Linked DNA regions of Zea mays: region 2 is linked to region 1. The links are chromatin contacts, called in public Hi-C maps. All regions are on one chromosome and are shown on one strand. The core of a region is the stretch at or near the end of the contact, and the rest is flanking DNA. Distances in the headings are between cores, read along the strand shown.

Region 1 (2,765 bases), core at 110-2,609:
ATCAATTGGAAACAAGCCTGCGTGGTGTCCGCGCAAAGAAGGTTTGATTCTTAATCAAATTTCTATAATCAATTGTTTAATAAATTACTAAAGATCGTTACTACTGTTGATGCTCTTAACAGGACCATCTCTTGATAGATGAGATTCACGATTTGAATCGAAAGGTCTGTAATATGGTGAATTTATAGTTCTGTGTTATGTGTTTTATTTGATTTAGTAGCACTGACTAACCACTTTGTTGGTCACAGGCAAGTTTATTTCACCAAGAAAATACAGACTTGTACAATAAGATCAACCTGATTCGCCAAGAAAATGATGAGTTACATAAAAAGGTAGCTGATGAATTGAACAAAAATACCACTAAGTAACTGCCTAACCACACATATGACATGATATTAATTGTTCTCAGATATATGAGACTGAAGGACCAAGTGGAGTTAATCGGGAGTCACCGACTCCATTCAACTTTGCAGTAGTAGAAACCAGAGATGTTCCTGTGCAACTTGAACTCAGCACACTGCCACAGCAAAATAACATTGAGCCATCTACTGCTCCTAAGCTAGGGTATAACATTTATTCTCTCTATATATTTCAATTGGTTAACTAGTGTTGACCAGTGCTATAATGAGTTGCTAAACACATGCAGATTGCAATTAATTCCATGAAGAAGAGTAAAACTGCCGTCTTATGATGCTGAAGGAAACTATTTATTGTGAAGAGATGATACTCAGAGAAAGACATATTTGTGGCAGGGAGATTTGAGATATGAACTTATAAATGTAATGCAAATAATTTTCAGACCGGAATGGGGTCGTGGAATTCAGAGGATGATTGCTTTCTAGTTGCATTTGATGTTTGATGAGACTTTTCTCATGTGAAACGTTTATTAAAACTTCAAAATGGTGCAGATGTTGCTACTACACTTGTTAGGCTTGTATAAATATCTGACCATGTGTACTAGCATTACGAAAACAGAAAAGAAGACAGACAGCCCTGTCGAACATCTTGACGTGTTTCTAAAAGGTTTGATAGGGGACAATGATGCGATCTAGGAGTACAAACAGAGTCTAGTTTCCACTCAGTTGAGTTTTATATTGCTCTCAAGCGTTATCAAGGGTTTAGTAGGATACAGATATAATATGAAGATGCAGTTAGATGTATTGGTCATTTGTTGGGCCATATGGGAAAGCCAAAGCACAGCCTGATTCGACAGGAAAAATAATATTATACCCATGTAAAATACTCTCAAGCCTGTGTTTATTTGAAGTATTAGGCAGGTTTATACAAATCAGGGCTAAAGGAAGCTACCGTCGAAAGGGCTGGGCGTCATTCCACAGGCAGCCATCAGGATCGTGACATTGCAGGTGCAGGTGCATGAGACATTGAATCTGATCAAGTGCTAGGAAGCAAGCTACTGTGTTCAGGTCCAGCACGGAAGTGGAATACAAAGTTCTAACCAATGCCATCGCCAAGATCATGTGGGTACAGAAATTGTTTACTGAGTTGGGCATACAACATCCACAGATGGCTCATCCAGTAAGCGATAACCTGGGGGCTAAGTATTTGTTGTCAAATCCTATCTTCCATGATCAGCCTAAACATATTGAGAAAGAATTTCATTTCGTTCATGAAAGGGTGGCACAAAAGTTGTTGGATATGTCTTGATTAGTTCAGAGGATCAGATAGAGGATGCATTCACCAAAGAGTGTCTACTCGGCAGTTGGAAACTTCAGGCACAATCTCAACTTACCGGCATTGTGGAGTTGCTAGGGTTGCGTGTGTGTTTGTTGTAAACTGAACCAGCCTATACTTTTGCATAAAGATGCAAGGTCTGGCAGTTCTAGTCTAGATTGAGTTCGTTAGAGTTGTGTACACTTCGTGGTTAAGCCATAGAGATGATTGTAACTTGTAAGCCACAACAAGGACTCTTCCCATCTTATATAAGATGCAGCCGTCTGTATGTTTCGTGGAGCAGGTCTGGCTCTAGTTGCCTTTTTTTTTGAACATAATGGCAGGAGCTCTGCCTCTCAATTAAGAAGAATAGAATTGATCCAGTTTTAAGGAAAACCGGACCCAAAACCTACACAGGACGCACGGTAGAAAAACCGGCGAAGGCCCTAACAAACCACCTAGACAACGACAGCCTCACACACACAAACACATCTAGAGTCATCGTTGCCAAGCTCAAACACAAGGGACGAGCAGCTCCGACTTCCCAAGACGAGCCGCACACTGGCAAAGCAACTCGACGACGCCTAAATCCAGACACCGACGCAAGGAATAAGATCACGGCGCTCCATCGTTGCCAAGCCTCGCACACTCCACACGAGGCAGCTCCGATTCTTCACCATGAGCAAAGATCCACAACGCCGAACTCCGGGGGCAAGCAGCCGCCTAAAGCGACAATGGCCTCGACACCACCGAGCCAAGCGGAGTGACAAAGAGCCTTCACAACGCCAACGAACACACAAACTAGAGGTCTTCTGGGCCGCGCCTTCAAGAAGGAGAAACGACGTCGAAAAGTCGTCGCCGCCCGCCTGGTACCAACCAAGCAAAGTTTCCTCCGAAGACCTACTGTCGTCCGTCGACGCACCAACCCAGCAGCCCCAACCCTCAGAGCCCCAACGTCGGACGAGCACCAGCGGGAGACCCCAAGAAGGCTGAGGCGAGGGTTGCCACATGGTGGCGAGAGGTCCAAAGACGGCACCCTCAATAGGGTAGGGGTGGCGCCCGCGGGCGTCACCGCTGTCCGCCCGCAAGCGGGC
Region 2 (2,700 bases), core at 52-2,551, 370 kb after region 1:
AAAGGATCAGAACGTTGTACCGGACCACCAGTACTGATGCTTTTCATCACAGCCTGTAACAACTTGTCTAAAATCTTCGCAGTAATTTTTATATGCTTAGATAGGTCTTGCTGTCTGGGCAGTGTGGTACTGGACTACTGGTATTAGTAGCGACTGTGGTGGAGTGATACTATGTCATCAGCTTAGCCGCATGGGCTCAGTTGTGTTTCTGCCCATAATAAGCCTTTTGTGGAACGTTTCATGGGCCATGTGTTTCATTTGGCGGGCTAAGTTGAAGCAACGAGTCCACAAAAGCATCAGTTCAACTCGACACTACATTGAGGTAGCTAGCGAACGGAGAGTTTTCCTTAAGAAGATGACATGGTAGTGCAGTGATAGCGCAACGAGGGATGGTTGATAGGCTGGGCGTGGAGCGATACATACCGATACCACAACATTCGCTCTTGTTTTAATTAGATGTCACAGTCAGTCCTGCTTGCCCCACGTCCACCAAAGGTCCAAGGGGTTTATGATCGTGGTCTAGTTTAGTCTTCTCTCTAACAGTGACCTATTTGGTAGGATTTAATTATTATGAGAGAATTTTTGGATTAATCTAATTCACTCTTCTTTCTTGGAACATCTTAGTCCTTAGCTAGATTGTACTTTTGTCTTGATGTGGTTATAGTCAAATATTCATCAATCAGTATTAGCCAGAATGGTAAAAAAATGAGGCATACGAGTTTCTGAAAACAAGCTTTGTTAAACTAATTTAATAAAATTTGCGTTGGCCAAAATAAAATGTACAACAACTTTCGCCAAATTTAGTGAAAACAAGTCATACTTTAATTATATAAAAAAAATAGGGTACAAGATAGAATTATGAACTACTTATTTCTTAAGTCTTATGCTTTAATCTCATTCAATAATGCTGATAAATAGAGTATGTCTTTTATGATTAGACAGATCTCGCAACACAGTTGAGACAAGGTCTCATCTTTAACTCATAAAGTATCGGAAAAATTAATTGAAATTCGCTGAATCAACTTTGAAATTGAGTTAGCAAAAAAATAGGAACAAGCTCAGATAGGCGTATGTCGTTCAAAGGTTTCAGAAGACTGCACTGGACCCACCAGTGCTGCTGCTTTTCGTCACAGCTTGTTACACATCGATGCTCTCAGAATAATCTTTATATGATCAGATAGTCCTTGCTCTCTGGGCAGTGTGGTACTCGTATTGGTATTGCTAGCGACTGTGGCGGAGGCGTAGACGCGTAGTGATACTGTGCCGCATGACTGGCAGCACTCGCCAGCTTAGCTGCATGGGCTCGCGCAGGAACCTCGGTTCTGTTTATACCCATTATTGAGCCTTTTGTGGAGCGTTTCATGGGCCATGTTTTCATGTGGTGGGCTAAATTTAAGCAACAAGTCCACAAAGCATCAGCTCTATATATCCACCACTTAAAACAATACTAAGATCACACAACAAATTAACTCCAGTCATCTTCTTCCTCAATCACATCCAACGGTCTTTGTTTTGTGGATCATCCCTCATCATCATTCATCCATCGCCAACGCAACAATGCTCCATGACCCCAATCCCGCGAGCCCTGAACAACACCTTCATGGAGTCGACGACGCCAATGCGCGTTCAACGTCCTCGCCCCGCGACACGCACCTTCATGGAGTCGACGACGCCATTGCTGCTGAAGATGGTGATGCTGCACATGTTGGGCGAGATCCGCAGCTGCATACTCCCCCTCCCCCGCCGATGGGAGCTTCGAGTCCAGCGGCCTAGGGTTTCGATGGCGGAGGCGGTGGCATTAAGCAGAGACATGGTAATCACACCAGGTGATACTAATAGGTGAGAAAACAGAGAGGAGAGGAAATAGCAATGCTCCCCGCCGCGTGCGAGTGGTGCAAATACGGGGCGACACCGAGGCTATCGGTGAATCCCTAGGGAATTTTGGGGGCGAGAGAGTGGAGACTGATTTCTCAGGCGGTTAGGCGATGCCCGATAATGAGATTATCAAGCTATGCTCTGCTCCCGCCTCGCTTGCTTCTTCCCCTTCCCTGCTCTCGCCCGCTCCCCCCTGTCTCCCGTGGTCCCGTTTCCCGTGTTTATATGTTTTTCTCTTTCTTATTTCTTTTCTTTTATTTCTATAATTCAACACAATACAGTTCTAGATTTGTATTGAGTTATAAAATAATTTAAATAGGTTTACAGAAATATCATTAATATTTATATCTCAAATGCATATAATATGGAAACATATTTTTATAATCAGGCTATGTTTGTTTCAGATTATAATCTCTCTAGATTATATAATTCAGCGTAAATAATCCAGCAGGTAAACAAACATCTAGATTATAGATTCAGATTATATAATCTAAAGTCCAGATTATGATAATTTCATAATCTCCTCAATAGTAGCTTATTTGAGATTATTTTGGCAAAAGACCCACTACTCATTATTATGTAAATAGAAATTACAATATATATCATCCTTGTTTCCTCACCTCAAATAAAGAAACAAGGATACTGTTGTCTTTATTATTAATCTACATTTGTATAATCTAGACTACCAAACAACTACATGTAGATTATAATCCAGATTATATAATCTATAAGCTAAAACAAACAGGCCCTTAATATCTTAATTAAATTACAGTAAATATAAACACGTTTTTTTTGTCATTTTACTTTAATTCATACTTAGACCTT

The links. Hi-C and Micro-C count contacts between places; a contact is called where the count stands out from the background.
Region 2: a Hi-C map of tassel shows a contact between it and region 1, with 3 times the contacts expected there. The contact joins two enhancer-like sites. A contact is called at or near these places in 3 of 25 Hi-C or Micro-C datasets (ear, tassel and an unstated tissue).

Annotation. Positions count from the first base shown.
Region 1 is chr5:180,546,897-180,549,661 of Zm-B73-REFERENCE-NAM-5.0, forward strand. It overlaps LOC541764 (MADS2), which reads left to right. Exons shown (of 8, transcript NM_001111456.2): 4 at 1-41; 5 at 123-164; 6 at 249-332; 7 at 410-564; 8 at 647-892. The coding sequence ends at 665. It also overlaps LOC100272568. Among protein-coding and RNA genes, the nearest start is that of LOC541764, 11 kb to the left of the region's middle. Within about 2 kb of position 1,360, at least 2 of the 20 cell types and tissues checked have an H3K27ac peak or open chromatin away from gene starts, as enhancers often do.
Region 2 is chr5:180,915,445-180,918,144 of Zm-B73-REFERENCE-NAM-5.0, forward strand. No RefSeq gene overlaps it. Among protein-coding and RNA genes, the nearest start is that of LOC100276884, 67 kb to the right of the region's middle. Within about 2 kb of position 1,302, at least 18 of the 20 cell types and tissues checked have an H3K27ac peak or open chromatin away from gene starts, as enhancers often do.